Linked DNA regions of Sus scrofa: region 1 is linked to region 2. Evidence: chromatin contacts called from public HiChIP or PLAC-seq data. All regions are on one chromosome and are shown on one strand. The core of a region is the stretch at or near the end of the contact, and the rest is flanking DNA. Distances in the headings are between cores, read along the strand shown.

What was found. HiChIP or PLAC-seq counts read pairs in DNA pulled down with a chosen protein or histone mark.
Region 1: a contact with region 2 is called in an H3K27ac HiChIP or PLAC-seq map of skeletal muscle. The contact joins the enhancer-like site here to the promoter of FNDC3B in region 2. A contact is called at or near these places in 3 of 5 promoter capture datasets (fetal liver, liver and skeletal muscle), 7 of 47 Hi-C or Micro-C datasets (alveolar macrophages, embryonic fibroblasts, fetal heart ventricle and 2 more) and 2 of 2 datasets of contacts at active chromatin or transcription factors (alveolar macrophages and skeletal muscle).

Annotation. Positions count from the first base shown.
Region 1 is chr13:110,853,083-110,857,311 of Sscrofa11.1, reverse strand. FNDC3B (fibronectin type III domain-containing protein 3B) reads right to left here. Exons shown (of 26, transcript XM_021069801.1): 11 at 3,334-3,387. Among named protein-coding and RNA genes, the nearest start is that of GHSR, 130 kb to the left of the region's middle. Within about 2 kb of position 1,966, at least 9 of the 83 cell types and tissues checked have an H3K27ac peak or open chromatin away from gene starts, as enhancers often do. A contact at or near this core is called in fetal liver and skeletal muscle, where this site is marked.
Region 2 is chr13:110,585,991-110,590,118 of Sscrofa11.1, reverse strand. FNDC3B (fibronectin type III domain-containing protein 3B) reads right to left here and starts at 2,655. Exons shown (of 26, transcript XM_021069801.1): 1 at 2,439-2,655.

The DNA of each region.
Region 1 (4,229 bases), core at 717-3,216, 270 kb before region 2:
TTTCTCTTAGTCATAATTCTAGATTGAAGTAAAACTCATGGTTTCTTTTTCAAGTCACCACTATGTGTCATACTTAAATCTAGCCGAAGAAAAAAACCCTCATGGGGCTTTGGGCCTGCTTCCTACCAGGCTTCAGAATGACTAGGACTTGTAAATTAAGATGTAAACGTGAGGGTGGGGTACAGTGCGATCAGAAAGAAATTAAAACGTGAATAATGACTCATCCAATAGTTACGCAGAAAACTGCCTTGAAAGTGGCCTGCTCTTCTGATATGGAGTCTCCCAGAGGAGGACGCAGTTGCAAAAGATCCACAAAAATGCAGGGCCAGTTCTCAGGCCCCAAGGCTCTAAACATTACATCCCACCAGGGTCGCCACAAGGTGACATGGCCAGGAAAGGTCACACCTTTCCAAGTTATGAAAACTGATCTGTTTCAGGGGAAAACTGAAACTGATGGCCAGAGCTGAAAAGCCAGTGACACCTGCATGTTCCATTTTTAGTTTGCTCATTACCACCTTACAGTCACAATTTCCTTGATTGAAATACTAAAGGATTGTCTATGCACAATTATTAAAGGAGAAAAGTAGGCATCCAACCCTCTTGCAGAACTATTAGTGAGGAATTTCCAAGTGAATTCTGTGAATGGTGATATGGCCTTAGGGACAATGGATTCAGGACAGCTGATGTATCAGCTCCCCCTGTACTTCACATTTCTGTTTTTGGTTCCCCATTAGGGCCACACCTGCCTTCAGAGGCCAGCAGGTGGTAAGCAATTGATGAAAGCAGCTTTTCCCAAGGTCAACTTAGCACAGCATGCCCAGTCTTAGCAGAAACAAAGGCCGGATACTCACTGGCCTCTGGGCTGCTGCTCTCTCATTCTTGAAGGTCTTTCTAGAGACTTGTCAGCAGGACTTGATGCCCTGTGCTCTTATGTTCCTAACACCTTCAGAATTTTACAGTAATTATTTCATTGGAATGGTGATTAAAAATTGAGCAAAAGGATAAAGTATTCTGGGAACTCTAACCAGTGCTGATATAATAAAAATGTGGGGACAGCCAGACATTCATTGTGGGATGTGGATGGGGTCACTTCACCCCAAGCTGTGGTTCTCAGACCAGGTGCCACAGCAAAGGGTGGGGTATGACTCCTGAAGCTAAACTTGCTTCAAGACTGAGGGATATCTGCTTCCCTCTCAGGCAGGGATCTGCTCCTTTCTGTAACTGGCTACCTTTCTGCCTTTTGAGCTCATTTCTACAACCCCCTGGGTGCCAGAGAGGCCATGGGTGTGTGGCTGGGGGAGGAGAGCTCTGGCTCTGGAGAGGGCTGGGGGTGGGGGAAGTGACCCCAGCAAACCCTCTCCCATCCTGCTGGCCCTATATTCCACTAGGGTGTAGTCTGGAAAGAGACCTGGTACCAGGGGCACCAGGCTTAGAAATGACCAGCAGAAGGTTTGGAGGGAGAGCTGGAGCCTCGTGTGCCCACACTGCCTGCAGGTCAGATGTTGCTCTTCTCTATTTGTACATTTCCTTAAAGAATATTGCACTGCAGAACATACAAGGATTCTTGTGTTGGCACAAGGCCTAGAGTAGGTGAGAGTCAATTAGCCAGAAATCTCCAGGAAAGCTCACCAGGGCTGACCAGCACAGATCACAAGGATGGAGGGACTATAAAGAGAACAGGGGAAGACAAGAATTAGGATGGAAGTGAGGATGACATGGAAGGAGAGCAAGAAGGGGAAGGGCAGGAGAAGGCCCCAAATAAACAACTTCACATTTTGTGGTAGCTAGTCCACAGTGGGTCCTGTTGATTATAAACAGTCATCCGACAGAGCTCCTCCATTTCATCTGAGGCTGTAGAATGTTTCAATTCAAATTCAAAGGGATGGTGGCCAACAACTGAGTCATCATTACCATTTCCTGCAGCACCTGGGTTTTCCTTGGAAGTCTCCCATTCAAGCACTCCACTTCTCTGACCTTAGTTAACTTCTGAGGCCATGGTCCAAGGCAGAGAAGCAGCACTGGACACACATACACACACACATGCACAGCTCTGAAAAGATACGTGAAAGAAAGCAAGCCTCCTCCTTACTTGTAAACTCTATCTCGGTATAAAACCTCAACCACAAGGGCCATAGAGGGTGGTTTCACTTTCCAATCATGCCACCTTAAAATGAAATCCACCTAATCTGTAAAACATACCGGTTAAGTCTGAGATTTCACCAATCTGTACATAAGAACTATTCACAAGTGTCCTAAGAACAATAGATCATTGTGTTTGGTAACTGGAACTCTAGCTGTTCAGATGCAACCCAGATGGGAAAACATGCTTCTACAAAAAGTGATGAAGAATGCCCTTTTCACATCAAAATTTCATCATGAGAATTTTATCCACTTTCCTTTTACATTTGGTTAAAATATTTTTTTTCCACACTTGTCAAGTGACTTTTTGCCTCAGGATGTGTGCGTTTTAAATCTTTCGATGGCCCTAGATTTAAGTCACAAAGACTAGTTAACTCGCATTATGCCCCAAATTCCACATTTCCTATTTTTAAAATTCTTAGTCTGATTGCTCAATCATAGAAAGAGAATAAAACAAAGGTAAATGAATGAACAGAATGAAGATCTACAAGAACAGTATTACTGCTTTTTAGAAAGAAGATTTCCGCATCCAGCATTTCCTGCCGCAGATTCTGTGTAGAGTGTTAGCGAGGCCAGAAAAGGGGCACAATTCAGCACAGAGTGGCCTCAAGTATAAGAAGACTTCACCGTGGATACCATTCGAGGCCTGTGGTGACAGGAACAGCAAAGGGGCCTCCTGTACTAGGATGGTCTGGTTGGTATGGCAATTGCACATGGATAGGAGAGACCTCTGGTGCTGCTCCATGCTCTCACAGAGAGTATTCAGCAGTGCTACAGCAGACTTTACACACAGCACTCCAAAAGAAACAAGTAGGCTTCCCAAGCTACAGCGTGGTTTACCTTATCAAAACCATCCACGCAGGTTGGCCCTGGGCAGCCAAGATAACAAAGCAGTCAATGCTTAATACTCATCAATGCCTGGCCAGATACTAGGGCCTTCAAAATAGATAAGACCTTGTCTTTTCTTTCAGTAGCATTTCTTGCAAATAAGCCAAGTAAATATATTTGAATGCGCAATTCATTATACTACTTCAGTCCTTCTTCATTTTCCACAGTCAATAACTATTGGTTTAAATTTTTCTCTACTTATATTCTTGTGTTTAGTATATCTTAAAAAAAGAATAAAATGGCATTTTTTCAGCAATTTCATTTTTGAAAAGTGTTTTAAATGGATGAACACAAAAATATGATTACCTCATCCCATTCTAAAAGGTAGTTGGTGATTTTTGAACCGTTGTCAATTGGTGCCTAGAAAAAAAAGAGAGAGAATTAGAGAAAGCTGTTCATAGACAACAGTTATGACCATCCACATAGTCTTATGCTCTCCCCACAGGCTGGTAACCCTGGGTACCTTCTGCATCTCCCTGGTCAAGTATCACAAACCAATTTTGATATAAATCAACTAGTAGAGAGTGATGCAACTATTAATAAATAAATCCCACCCCATAAAGTGCCAAGCCTATCTTCTCCACCACCTCTACCTTTACACCCACGTGGTGACCTAATTCCTCTCGGTATAAACCTTTTAAGTTCAAGAGTGGAGGAAGGAAAACAGCAGAGAAACTGAGGCACTGCTTGTGGTCCAACAGGGTTAAGCTGACCCAGCTAGGTTCAAGAGTCCAGAGGGTGCATATTTTTTGTAACTTCCCCCATACAGCTTTTCTTCTTTTCCTTCTTTTTTTTTTTTTGTAAAGAACTTAAGATTAGAAAACCTGTGGCATTAAGATTGCCCTTTATTTCTTTTCTTTTTCTATTTCTTTTTTGATTATTTGTTTGTACCTGCAGCATGCGGAAGTTCCTAGGCTCAGATCTGAGTGATCTGAGCCACAGCAGTGACAATGCTGGATCCTTAACTCACTGAGCCATCACAGAACTCCAAGAGTGCTCTTTTTAAAAAAAAAAGTGAGAAAAAAAATGGGATCTCCTGGCGAGATTACCAGGGGCAATTAGCCCTCAGTATTTTAGCAAAAAAGAAGGGTCATGATTTGCTTTCATCCTAAGAGCATACTGAGTCTGCTTCACTGAGAAAACAGACTTTGGACAATAGAAAAAGGGTGAAGAACTATGGAGGAAAGAATGCTTGTAGGGTT
Region 2 (4,128 bases), core at 1,406-3,905:
AGACTAGCTCTCCAGTATAGTCCATGGTCTGATGTGAGCTATTTATAAAGTCTGTCTTAAAAGGTTACTGGAATATCTTTCTGAAATTGTATATACTGTAATTAGAAGCTACAACCTCCTATTCCATGATGATATCTTGCAGTTTTAAGATCTCTCTTTTAAAATGAACACTATCTTTACGTAGAATTTTTTTCTCTTAGAAGTATTTAAACCAAAACATTTTAAAAGCATATACGAATTTAAGTACCATTTGTTAGTGACTTCTCATACCAGCTATGCCTCATTCTTGGCCAGCTTGTGGATGACCCTCTAGGGTCTAAACAATGTGAGGATTATAACCTTACAGGTAAGGTCCCCTTGCAGGACCAGGACCAGAAACATGCCCAAAGACTTTACCCTGGCTAACAGCTGCTCCTCGGGAGCCAGGAAATTTACTGAACGCTTATTCCACCAAGGCCGCCTCCAATCAGGGGGAACCAAGAGCCCCTATACAAGGCAGAAAACCACGGGCTGTTCTTGGCTGTGGCTGCGGACATCTTCCCTCGGGCGCTGTCTAGGGCCCCAGAGTCACAGCTCTAACTTGAGAGAGAAGAGCAACTCAGGCAGTAGAAATCAGAACAGTGGTGCCTTTTTTTTTTTTTTTCCCCCCCAGAGCGTGCATTTTTGCCCAAGGCCTGAAGCCTCAAAAAAAAAAAAAGTGTTATTCCAGAGCAGATTCCTTTTCTTCCGGGTCTGTCTGCTCCCTCTCTTTACCCACAACCACTGTGCCTCCCCTTTTCCCAATGCCCCACCTCTCTCCAGTTTAAAAAAAAAAAGAGGGGTGGGGGTGATATATTCCCTCTTCCTTAGCTTTCCCTAGCAGGGCCTGGAAGCTGGAGGAAATTCAAATCAAATTAACTGCACATTAAAAAATAAACAGACAAGCCATCAGGGGGGTGCCCACCCAACAAAAGACTTCGCCCGTTCCAAAATATGATTAAGCCTGTGTGGAAGAGAGGGAGGGAGATTAGAAACTAACAGGGATGGAGAGAGAAACGCGTGGATCTGGGGCCCCAGCGTCGGCCCATCGCAGCCAAATTCCAAATTTTGTTTCAAGAACTTGCTGGACTGAAGAGAACAGAAATTAAAGTTTTTCCTTTCAAGAAAGTCCGCAAACGGTAATGTCTGGATAAACTGCCATTGCTTTCCCTCCGTCAGGAACAGCAGAGTAGGTGGTGAGGTTCGAAAAGCTCCAACCCCAACCGCGCACTCCTGGAAGCCTCCCGCCAACGGCGCCGCCAGGCAGCCCAGCCCCGTCTCCAGGGACACTGGGCCCGGGTGCTCCGGATCCCACCGGGCGCCCAGACCGGACCTTTGGGAAACTTCGCGGGCATAGCCGGAGGCCCCACTTTCGCCCAGAATGACAGGCCCTTCCCACGCCGGCAGGCCCCCGCCGCGCCGAGAGCACCAGACGGTCCGCGCACCCCTCCCGGCCGCCTCGGGGCGCGGATTCCTCCCGCCCGCCCCACCCCCGGCCCGGGCGCCCCTTGGGGTGACCCACTGACCGGAGCTACGCTGGCCCACACACCGGGTCGCCCGCTCCTTCCCGCCGTGCCCCACTCCCCCGCCCGAGCTTCCAGCCTCTAGGCTCGCCGAGTCCAGCCGCGGCCGCCGGTTACCGCCCCCAGCCCGGGGGGAGCCCGGGGGGCAGGACGGGGAGGGAGGACGTGGCGCGCACTGAGGTGGCCAGCGGCTAGGCGGGGAGTGTCCCGGGGAGGCCTGGCCTGGGCGGGGGGCCGGTGCGGGCTCGGGACCCTCCCTGTGTGCATCCAAGGGTCGGAGGTCCTGGCCCGCCCCGCCTGGCGCAGAGAGGCGGCCCCAACTTCTAGCCCCTCTTTGCACGCCCGCCCTCCTCCCTTTACCATATGGAAATCTACAGCCTCAGAAAGTGACACGTCGAAGATTCCTCGGCCTCTCCGCCCGCCCTCCCCCTCCTGGGCAGCGTTCCTGCCGCGGAGATTCCGGGAGGGGGAGCGGATTCCTCGGACAAAATCTGCTGGGAAGGCTGGGGAGGGCGAGGGGGGGAGGGAAAGCCCGGGAGCCACTGCCCAGATATTTTTTCCCCGATCAAGAAGAATCTACCCGTTTCTTTCCTTCCTCCAAGCCTTCACCAGCTGGGGGGACGAGCGGGGACCCGGAGCCCAGTAAGACGCGGCCCCAAAGGGGAGGCCGACCCCCTCCTGGGCCCCGTGTTCCCGGGGTGCCCAGAGGAGCGCGGGGCGCTCAGGCACTCTGGCGCCAAGTTTTCTCGGGAAGTCTGGCGCGCCCGGAGCGCTCCGGGACAGGCAAGCACTTTGGCGGACTCAGCGTCCGGCTGGGGCTTTCCAGCGCGCTGGGACCCCAGCGGCTGAGACGCGGGGTCCGGATCCCCTCCAGTCTCCTGCTCCTGCACGCCTTACCTTCCCTCGGGCTGAAACGCGGGGCTCCGGGCGCGCCACACACCGGGTCTACCACGCCTTCCCAGCCGCCAGCCCCGAGGATCCCTGCCGCCCCTTTGCTGCTCCCGCCGCCGCCGCCGCCACCGCTCTCCTCCGCCTCCGGCCGCAGCCGCCGCTCAAATAACTACCAGGAGGGTTAGATGGGGGATTCCGCCATGTCAATGATGTCGGGACCACATGGGGATTTGAGGCCCGCCCACTGCCGTAATCTGCCGAGTATAACCGCCGTTTTAAGTAAAGATTCGCAGGAACTATGGGATCCTCCTTCCCCACTAGGCCTGCATAACTATCCTAAAACTCTTTTTGGTTCAGCCAGAATAACGTAAAGGCTTAGGGAACGAGCAACTCCTGAAAGGCGAAGACTTCATGTTCTGCAAATGATTGCAACATCAATATAAATGCAGTGTCTGCTAAGTAATAATCAGAGTTGAGACTGACATTTTTTCATGTATTAACTTTTTTAAAAATCCCCACAACCTTGTGAGCTATTTTGTCACCTCCCTTCTCTGTTTCCCATAGAACTTTGTTCATATGGTTTATACAGCGTGAACAGATTATATCAAAGTTCAGTACCCAATATGCGCTCACAAGAGCAGAGACTCTTTATTCATATCTGTATTTCTGTATCAAACATAGAACAACGCGAAGGCCACAACAGCTTTCATTAAGTAATTGCTAAGTTTATATTAAGTCAAATGTCATGTCTCAGAAATTCCTGCCCTGGCTCAGTGGAAACTAATCTGGTTAGCATCTATGAGAAGGCAGGTTCCATCCCTGGCCTCGCTTAGTGGGTTAAGGATCTGGCAACGCGGTGAACATGATGTAAGTTGCCGACATGGCTCAGATCTGGCGTTGCCGTCGCAGAGGCGGGCAGCTACAGCTTCGATTCACCCCTAGCCTGGGAACCTCCATAGGCTGCAGGTGCGGCCCGAAGAAAGAAAAAAGAACAAAAAAAGTCATGTATCCTGTCGTACAGACTCAAAATGGTTATCAGACTGCATCCCATCCCACCTTTCAAATTATCCAGGGAAACAAGTAGAAGTTATCCCAGAGAGGCCACCTTCCTTTTTAGCTTCCCAGGTATTCGAAATAATCACATTTAGCCTCAATTGTTAGCCTACAAAGCAGAAGTAGGTAGTAACCAGGAGGCAACCTATTACTCTCATTGACCTAAAAAATATATAACAACCATTTATCAAATAAAGTTATTGTACAAAGTACTGCATTAAAGCCAGAAGAATATAAAAGAATACTGAGAAATAGCTCCTTTCCCTGTGGAATTTGCAATTCTTTTTTGGAGATGAGGGGGATAATGGCAAATCCAGACAAGTGGGGTCCTCCCTGGCTTATAAATCCTAACCAGCTTCTTTCCCCAAATATTCGCAAAGGGTGTCTTGAAGCCATCTTTCTAGAACATGGTTCCAATCCTAGGTCATAGTTCTGCATTGGAAGAGTTGTGGGGAAGCAGAGGTTCTCCAGCTCCTGCCTCAGTGTCTCACTTGTTCCTGAGCCCTGGCCTCCAATCCAGCTGAATTCATATATTTTAATCACCTCTGCCCCTCTGTCTGAAGCATACTTTTTCCTCTAGCCTCTCTGAAGATCATTTCCTCATCTTTGATCACTCCCTCCCTTCCTGTAGCCTCACAGCTCT